3 separate regions of the Zea mays genome follow, and all the other regions are linked to region 2. Evidence: chromatin contacts called from public Hi-C data. All regions are on one chromosome and are shown on one strand. The core of a region is the stretch at or near the end of the contact, and the rest is flanking DNA. Distances in the headings are between cores, read along the strand shown. Region 1 holds the start of LOC100273148 (putative protein phosphatase 2C family protein). Region 2 holds the start of LOC100274679. Region 3 has its middle 35 kb from the start of LOC103626981.

What was found. Hi-C and Micro-C count contacts between places; a contact is called where the count stands out from the background.
Region 1: a contact with region 2 is called in a Hi-C map of leaf, with 6 times the contacts expected there. The contact joins the promoter of LOC100273148 here to the promoter of LOC100274679 in region 2. A contact is called at or near these places in 9 of 25 Hi-C or Micro-C datasets (bundle sheath, ear, endosperm and 3 more) and 1 of 3 datasets of contacts at active chromatin or transcription factors (seedling).
Region 3: a contact with region 2 is called in a Hi-C map of tassel, with 2.4 times the contacts expected there. The contact joins the enhancer-like site here to the promoter of LOC100274679 in region 2. A contact is called at or near these places in 5 of 25 Hi-C or Micro-C datasets (ear, leaf and tassel).

What each region holds. Positions count from the first base shown.
Region 1 is chr5:144,350,977-144,354,448 of Zm-B73-REFERENCE-NAM-5.0, forward strand. LOC100273148 (putative protein phosphatase 2C family protein) reads right to left here and starts at 1,254. Exons shown (of 8, transcript NM_001360217.1): 1 at 725-1,254. The coding sequence starts at 1,044.
Region 2 is chr5:144,206,697-144,209,856 of Zm-B73-REFERENCE-NAM-5.0, forward strand. LOC100274679 reads right to left here and starts at 1,893. Exons shown (of 3, transcript NM_001349953.1): 1 at 1,539-1,893; 2 at 1-80. The coding sequence starts at 1,745.
Region 3 is chr5:144,421,655-144,424,814 of Zm-B73-REFERENCE-NAM-5.0, forward strand. No RefSeq gene overlaps it. Among protein-coding and RNA genes, the nearest start is that of LOC103626981, 35 kb to the right of the region's middle. Within about 2 kb of position 1,362, at least 10 of the 20 cell types and tissues checked have an H3K27ac peak or open chromatin away from gene starts, as enhancers often do. A contact at or near this core is called in ear, leaf and tassel, where this site is marked.

The sequences.
Region 1 (3,472 bases), core at 4-2,503, 140 kb after region 2:
AGTGCAAATTTGCAAACCATATTTGCTATAGGCTATCTGCCGACCTCTATGTGCAACATATAGAACTGCAAAAGCGTATCTCAGAGTGTCAAGCTTTAGAAGTTGATTTATGATGTGGTCACGAGACCAATACATGTACTTGCATATAAATGTGACAAAGTTTTAGCACTAAAAGTCTTTATATTTGATAAATTTAGAATTCAAAAACCGAAACAAATTAACTGGTTCATATTTGGTGTCCCCAAAATCTTATAATTAAGTTTAACCTATATGAACATGATGTGGTACAAGTAACCACTCACAATAATTAACAGTAGTGGCTTACTGGAAAGTAAAATGCAGCATCTTAGCAGTAAAATACTATAATAAATAAAATGAATATATGTTTATGTTTGTTATTAATAAGAACGATGTCTAAAAAAGCAAGGCACCAACCGCTCACTTACATCTTAGAATATCGTTTTAGATTCTAATGTGCGGCAATGAATAGTAAAAGGAATGTGGTGCCACATGACTAACGCATCTGTAGTAACAAAAAGCACAAGGTGCATTTGCATGACTCTCGGTGTTCAGGCCAATTAGTCTCCTGCGCTGCAGGCAAGAAAAAACACAATGCAAAACTGCACACAAATGTATTCTAACCGGTTCAAATGCCCCATTCCGTACCATAACAGTGCCGACAGATTACATTAGTTAAGCCTCAAACCACACGCACAAACGTTACCTCTCCCATCCGCCGCTGGCGTAGCCACCATCGTGCGCCTGGGGCACGGCCCCCACCGCGCGGCGCTGCGGCTGCGCCTGGCCTGCCACCGCCCCAGCTCCCGCCTCCGCGGCGGCGGCGGCGGCGGAAGAGGCAGACTCAGAGGAGTCCAGCATCATCCTTCCCGTGACCGCCCGGAACCCGCGCCAGCCGTGTCCGTGCCGTGGCGTCACGCGCACATCCGTCGCGCGGCCACACAGAATCCTGGGCCCCCGGCGCCTGCCCGCAGACGACGCCGCACGCAGCACCAGCGCCCTCAGGAGGCTACCGATGCATACCATCTCATGGCTGCTGGCTCCACCACTCGCTTGCCCGGATGCCGTGGACGCGCCCCGATGCAAGATCCGCTGGTTTAATGGATTCGGATCTGGGGAAAGGTAGGGCAGGGAGGAGGAAGCGGCGGGAGGGGACGTGATGGCCGGTGCCAGATTCCGCTACCGCCTGCCTCCTCGCCGCTAGAAAAAGGCACCGGTTTTCAAGGAACTATTATCGACAATAATTGGTGTTGCCCGATTAAAAAAACTATACCTAGATTGGCCAATGGAAATAAAAATGCATCTGCTAAAAAAACTTGCAATGCTTTAGGAGCTGGCAATCCACTTTACAACGAAATTTAAGGTGTGTTTAGGATTGCTTTAATAGTTTTAAAATATATATATTTTTAATCTATATATATATATCTAAACAATAAATGAAATCTCTTCTCTGCTCCTATTAAAAACGGATAGGGTACGTGCAGAGGCAAAGTTGTGCCTCCACCCGGCCTACCCCTTGCCGCGCGTTCCTGTCCCGCAGCCCTCGTGCCCGTAGCCCTGCTCGCCACCCCCGCCGCACGATGGGGGACGCTATCTAAACTGCCACTCGCATTTGCCCTCTCCACCTCCCTGTGCGGCCCCCACCATGCTTTCTTCCTCACCACTCAGCCGCTGCTAGCTCCGACCTAGTCACGGCTTTGCCATCTCTAGCACCGCCCCTTGTCCCACGCCGCCGCCGCCAACGCCACAGCGACTACCGCGCTGCCATCCCCAAGCGGGACATTGAGCAACCTCATGTGTCTGCTCTGCGAGGATTTGCGCCTCCTCCACGCCGGACGACGACTCGCGTGGTGGATCTAAACGGCGCAACCATGTGATGGCGCCCCCTCGGCCCCTACCCCATCCGCCCATCGTCTCTGCCTAGATGCTCGGCAGATATTGTTCCTTGACAAAGAATTTCATAGTTTGATGTCCAGACATTTACTTTGATCTTTTTTTGGTGTACTATGAAGCACTTTTGCTTCAAATTGATTTCTTTTGACTTGTGCAACACTGATAAAGAGATACATAAGCGCCAAGACATGCTTTCTAGTTTGAAGTATAAAGCAAAGCAAATGCCGACAAGTTTGAACATGTCAAACTTTGCTAACAGGCATGTCGTGTCAACAATGGTCAGGAACGTATCCTTCCTAAATCTTAATATATTTTTTAAACACGTCAATTTACAGTATTCAAGTTTTCAGGTAAGTATTATTATGTTTTTTTGTTAGAACTAATGTGTGAATATGTACTTGTCGTGGTTTCGGAAATCAGGGGCAGTAAGATTAGTGTTCGGTGGGGAGATTAGCAGTGACTCACTTCGAATGGTGGATCGCAGTGACTCGAGTGGTGGATTTGAGACAGTTGTTATACTGGTTCAGGGCTTGCGCCCTAGTCTAGTGTAGTGCTGATCGTAGTATTGCTCTGAGCGTGTTACAGTTGGTGTGCTCGTGTGTTCAAAAAAGAGGGGTCCTTCCCTTTTATACTTCAAGGGATGGACTATACAATGGGGACTTTGTATTCTGCTGGGGGGTGCTCGACCGACGGCCCTTGGGGTAGCATGGTTCCTCTAATGTTGTCCATAGGGTCGTGCTTAGTCGTACTCCCATTATGGCGTACTGCCTCGTCCGCCCATCGCACGGGTCCCTTTAGCTGGTCTTCCGCTGACATTCTTCTGGTAGTGCGCGGGGGACCCACAGGTCATTTGTTTGGATCAGGTGTGCATCGTGCAGTCTTGCATGTCGTCACGTGCTTGCGTCACTCATTGGAGTGCGTAGGCGTACACCCGGTATGGTGTATCTGTTGCGCGCTACCTAATATTCAGGCCACTGTAGAAGCTTTGATGTTGAGGTACCTTATGAATAGGGTCGTCCGGACCCTCGAGGCTATGGGAGCGCGTCTAGGTCGTACTTAGGGAGTTGTGGTCATGTCGATAGAGGCTACTCGGCGTTCCTTTGGCCTACCATTCGGGTGACTAGCCATAGCCTAGGGTGTCATGTCTTGTCTTAGTCGGCGTGGACTTTGTGACTGTTGTTCACTTGTTCTCGAATGTTGTGGATCAAGAACAAGGCAACACAATTGTTAAGAATTAAGGACCTTTGTCGTCCGAAACATTATCTCCTCTCGGATATAATGATCTTCAGACGAAGGTCATGAAGGACATGCCTTCATCATTTATTGTGTGAATGGGAATACATAAAGATAATGAATGTAATCCATTGGCTCATTCACATTTGCATTTCATAATGTACACATGAATATTAATAGAATTTATATTACATTGATACCTTCGGCTTGTTCGAAGGTGCTGACGCGAGAGCGATTACAATCCAGCGTGAACTGTACGGGGATATTATTCACCTATTTATAGGCACAGGACGCAGCCCGGGTAAAAGTACATTTATAACCTTTAACA
Region 2 (3,160 bases), core at 643-3,142:
ATGTTGCCCTTCATTTCACACCGGCTCACAAAGGGCTTGAAAAGCTGTGGTTGATCAAACCGCCTCACTAGAGACCAGACCTGAGGAGATAATTACTTGATCAGATACCAATTGTAATGATTAAGCTGGTGACCAAGATCAATCCCCACTCATGTAACCATCGAAGAAATAAAGGTTCCAACAGACAGAAACAGGTCGCGGTATTAAGTATTAATTAAGTAGTATTAAGAGTGCTACATAAAGACACCCTAACCGGCTAACTGTGCATTCGATCGATCAAGCTGTCCTATTAATGCACAGCTGATTGATGGCCACAAATTATCACAGGAAAACGGCAGGAACGGTGTACAAGTCAACTAAACACGATCGAAGAATATGACAGCTCTTCTAATCAGAGGTACACAGTAAACTACTATAAAATGAGGCCTAGAGCCTTGAGGTTGCTATGGACTGTGTATATGCATATTCACAGTTGGAAATATGAGGCAGCATCCTTTTGGAATATGCTAATAACTTGTGCTGGAAAGTCGGACAAAAATGATGATTTCCTTTGAAATAATCAACTCCGTGCATCCAATACTTCTGCAAAAGCTGATATTTTTTTGGGGGTAAGAATACTAGTCTGCATCTAATCTCCTGGCAAGTGCTGTGCTGAACCCACATCCAAAGGAGTGGAGTTGAAGTGAAGGCATATATATATCTCCCTCCACCACCGCAATCTCAATTATACTCGCAGAATAAAGCAAGAAAACTCCAATGCATGAACACCTAGATTGAAACCCCAAAATAATCTGGCAAAAAGCAGATTCAGCGGGGATCTCGAGGTGGGGGTGGGCCGTGGGGGAAGCATCTTCCCACGTGAGATGAGGTACAGAAAAGGCGCATTAAAAATCCTCGAGGCTTTGTGTGCATTATTTGCCTTTGCCACCAATCATGCATCCCCCATGTTCATCTCTTAGAGAAAGCCTCAGTCTGGAGCAAAAGCTGGACGGACGAAGGATGCAGGAAAAAATTCACAGGCTTCTTGGCAGGAGATGGAAATCTTAGCTTTGAGCGAAAGCGACGTGGGTCCGTCCTCCGAGCAATCAGCACAGCAATGGATCCGCCCAACCAATCGCGTGAAAAAAAAAAGAAGGGGCGATAAGAGAAACGAGCAGGGCCGGTTGAAGACGGCCTCTCTCTCTCCAAATCAGGCATCCATGTTCCCAACTGAGAAGAAACGGGCCAAACGAGTGGGTGACTCGCTGACTCGTAACAAGTCGGCGTCTTTCCTAATCAAGGAGCAGCGCATCACCAATCCGAAACCGGCGGGCGGGCGGGCGGGCCGGGGCCAAACAAAAGGAGAAACCAATAACCGGTGGAAACGATGTCTCTGCGGCGGATCGACTGGGCAACGGCACGAACACCCTGCTCGCCGCCATGGAACGTGGATACATACAGCACGGCACGGAGAAAAAGCATAGCGGCAGCAAGCAATAGCGGAGATTGATATTTGATTCAGCGGCACGCGAGAGGGAGGTTGAGAGGCAGGCGCTCACGAGGTGGACGGGCGCCTTGATGTGCTTGGCGACGGCGGAGGAGCACTGGTGTTCGCGGGGCTCGTGCCGGTGAAACCGCCGCACGTAGTCCGTCTCCATGGCGCGCAGGTCACACCGCTCGTCCGCCAGGCGCCACCGCCGTGGCGCCGGCGTCTGCCCTCCTCCTCCTCCTCCTCCCACGCCACCGTCCATCTCCACCATCACCATGACCGGCGCCGCCACAAGGCAGACAGCCACCACGCACGCACAGCTCAGTAATGGAGGCAACCGGTCTGGGGGCTTGTGCCGCACCGCCCGCACCGAGGAAAAGCAAACGACGAGGTGTGGTGGAGGTGGGGTTTTGCCTTTGCTTTGCTTTGTTTGGTTTGTTTGTTTATGCCGCGACGAGTCAGAGAGAGCGAGGGAGAGAGGCTGATGCCGACCCCTGGATGGCACAGAGGCCGCAGCCTCAGCTGTGGTTGCTATTGGGTGGCTGCGCTCGTAAGCAAGGGCCTACAAGAATTAGGAATGCCAGATATGCCCTCCGGGTTCGCCACTTTCGCTTCAGTTCAAGGTTGCTTGTGAAAATGACGGGTGGTCCCATGCCATGTGGGACGGCATTATCTCGTTGCCTTTCTTTTTATGTTTGGAGGAGAATATGAACATAGGCGTAGATATGTTTCTTTTTTTTCCCCAAAAGTAGGTCACATATCGCATAATGGTGTTGTTAAGCTGTTGGAAAACAACGTTAGAGGATGGCTAATAATTTAGCAGGTTGCTAGTTATTATATGTAAGGGTGGAGTTAGTCTTTAAATTTTACACTATAAAGTTTATTTAAGGATTACATCGTATTTAGATCGAGCTCTATTTCTATTTATTTTTAACTAAAATTAATTAAAGGTCAAAAAATCGTGAAAAACTATTTGGACCATGAATCATTACCACCCCTAGTTATAGGCTACTATCATATCACTCATATAAAAAATCTAGCAATTTACTCGTATACTATTAGTCTTACATATAAAACCATTAACATATGGTGCATCTTATTTTCTTCGAGTTGAAGTGTTGGTTTTCTATGAGTTTATAGCTTATTTATCTTTTCTGTCCTCCGTCTTAACATTCTCTCCGTCTCAACATAAATTTAATGTGACAACTTATACATTACACTTATATTATCTTATTACACTTGCTCTTATACCAATTATCAAGACAATCAATATGCGTTCTCTAATAGCATGTAGTGGCCCACCTAGGAATTGGTGGAATTTAGCTCAAAATTAAAGGGGTATGTCTGTGGAGCTCTCCTCAGCTGAAGGTCCTTAAAACATTTATTTGTGAAATCTATTTTAGATATAACAGGATAATTGCCTAAGGATGCCTTCATTTGGAGATGGCATGTGGCCTGTGGTGATTACAATCGTGAAGACGAAGCTACAAGCTTCAGTTCAGTGACATAAAAGCATAACGAAAGAGCCAGCGAGAGCAAGGGGAAATCATCAAAGCTTGATCAATAAGACTGCAAGGAGAAAAGACGACAATACCCTTGGTTGATTTCATAGTTCATATGTATAGGTCTGAAGACATGGTTGTAATTTTCACGAAGTTGTACTCCACGACTATAAATAGAGGAACAATACCA
Region 3 (3,160 bases), core at 112-2,611, 210 kb after region 2:
CTTACATATATCAACTGTTCCCACGGAGTCCTCCACTACATGAACATGTCCGCGCCACCGGAGAGCACATTAGCCTACCAGGCGTGCTACTATGCCAGGAGGGTACATGCTACTCCCGCCATCTCTCCACTCCCAGTGCGCGATTGTCTCTTCACATATGGAATAGCCGGGTTCAAGCTTACCCTGTCCCATACCAGGGTATGTGGCTAGTTGCAAAGTCTCAACCACAACAGGCCAGTCAACAATACATTCCTTAATCGACAGAGACAGAAGACCTTGTTTGCTCAACGTCTGGTCTCGATTTATTCAATCCATTTTTCTGTTTTTGGTACCCGGCAGGGGTACTCTTTTCGGATGATGAACCCATCCGGGGCCTTGCTGGACTCATCAACATAAGTTTGCTTTGACTTTTGAATCAAAAAGCCATAACCAATGTTACACACCATTTCTTTTTGAAAAAAAAAACGATTTTTGAGTTTCTAAGCAGAACTAAGCAATAATAATTTTTTTATAAAACAAAGATTCAGGAATTTCCAAGGAATGGTAATGCATTAATTGTTTATCACACAACATCATATAAGATGATAAAACATTTAAAATATAAGGAAGTGACAAATGCACTGAGACTTGTCTTATTACAAGAGAAGATCTGAGATCTTGTGTTACGCGATAAGCAATTAGATGGAATCCACCGCTGGATCAACAGGAGCAGGCTCCTTCGTAGACCACTTCTTGCTGTTCTGATAATGAGGCGATGACGGATTGGCGTGACCGAGCGGGAAGTCGGTGCGGCACAACGAGTAGAGCACACGACGATGCGAGCGCGATGAGAGGGAGCTCACGACGCGCATAGCAGCCACGACGACGACATCATGGATGCGGCTGCTAGGCGCGAGGCGGGACAGAACCGGAGGGCACAGAGACCACGAGCACCGGTCGCTGGCTGTGACTAGAACGCGGTGTGTGGTGGAGCAGATTGGACACGTCACGGCCAAGACACACGACGATGGAAACGATGAGCTGGTACAAGGTGCCGGACCAGGGCAAGGACGAGGCGAGGCCGCACGGTGAAAGGAAGTGAGTGACTTGGAACTGAGAACCACCCGACGTGTGACTGCTGTGGCCCGGAGGCAGCTGCAAGGATGAGGAGCGTTGCACTGGTTCTCCTTTCCGTGTAATGAAACACAAACTAGACTCAGCAAGCGCACGGTCTGAAGAAGTAGACGTCGGCTCTATCTTCAACTCAAGGGTGGGGCAATGACCAATGGGAAGCAGCCATGCGACATCATGGGCCACACGGTGCCCTAGGTCGTGCGCACGCGAGCGCGGCTCGCTCGCAAGTAGGCATGAAGCTTAGGTCCAGCACCACGCGGCACCGCAGGCACAACAAGGCATCGATCTTGGGCAGGCAACGCAGCTAGAGACCAGGCAGATAAGGACTCCACCGCAGATACTTTGAACCTCTCCCGGACTTGAATCTTCTCAGCTCAACTCCACTTTACCAGGCGCCAGAAACTCCCAGGCCACTCTCTAACCAAACCAACCAAGCAATGTCAGCACAATCATGGGGCTGAGATCTTTCCATTTCTCCATATCTTGAATCAGCTTCGGCCACCAGAACCTGCACTCAAACTTGTTGAATGATGCAAAACCCATAACCCTAACAGGGTTGAGTGGTGTATTAATAGAGTTGAGTAAACTGGGCCAGGCCCATTATAGAGGGGCGAGACAGTAATTACCCCAAACCCTAAACGGGTATTCTAACACCCCCGCAGTCACAACTCTATCCTGTATAGATGTTGAGACTGGATAGAAAGTCTAAACATACACTCGACGGTAATCCCTTGGTGAAGATGTCGGCGAACTGCAGCGTGGTGGGGACGCTGAAAACCCGAACGTCACCGGCAGCGACACGCTCGCGGACGAAGTGCAGGTCGATCTCCACATGCTTCGTGCGCTGATGCTGCACAAGGTTGGTGGAGAGGTAGACCGCGCTGACGTTGTCGCAGTAGACGAGGGTGGCGCGCTGGAGGGGATTGTGGAGCTCGTGGAGGAGCTGGCGTAGCCAGGAGGCCTCTGGCACGCCGTTGGCTACGGCACAGTACTCGGCCTCAGCGCTGGAGCGAGAGACGACGGGCTAACGCTTGGCCGCCCAAGAGACAAGGTTGGCGCCCAGGAACACGGCGTAACCGGAGGTGGACCGGCGCGTGTTGGGACAGCCAGCCCAGTCAGTGTCGGTGTAGACCACGAGCTCCGACGTCGGGATGGTCGGAGAAGGAGGTCGTAGTCGAGGGAGCCGCGGAGGTAGCGCAGAATCCGCTTGAGCGCGGTGAGATGGGGCTCCCGCGGAGTGTGCATATGCAGGCACACCTGCTGGACGACGTATGTGATGTCGGGCCTGAAGAAGGTGAGGTACTGGAGCGCGCCGGTCAGGCTCCGGTAGGACGTCGCGTCGGCGACCGGAGGCCCGTCGTCCTCAGAGAGCTTCGCCTGAGTGTCGACAGGCGTGGAGCAGGACTTGCAGTCAGACATGCCAGCCCGCTCCAGGATATTGAATGATGCAAAACCCATAACCCTAACAGGGGTTGGGTGGTGTATTAATAGAGTTGAGTAAACTGGGCCAGGCCCATTACAGAGGGACGAGACAGTAATTACTCCAAACCCTAAACGGGTATTCTAACAAAACTTTTGCCTGTTTCTGCTACCCACGTCGAGCACACAGGAAACAAGCAAGCAAGCAGCCACCTGTCCAAACTGAGACAAATTCAGTTAACTGACAATTCTTCAGTTACCTACAACTGAATTTACACCACTGAACTGAACTTGTATCTCGACTACCACCTAATCCCATAATTTCAAATGGTAACGCGGGATCAACCTTAACACCAATTGTATACCAAACTATCCCCTAACAAATAGCTACAGGGACTGCAGGTCAGAACACCACTAAATAGTCACAAGAAAGCTCCAAGAATCGAATGAAACATCGAAACCCATTTCAGCTGTTGATCAAAATTCAGTACACATCTATCTGATAGAGCAACTTTGAGAGCAATTTACTCACAATTTTCAGTGGGAACAAGGAGCACTCCTTAACCAAACTTGTTGACAAAATATAGCTCTACAAACTTAGTGCAGCAACCTAAGGTCAAAAGCTCAC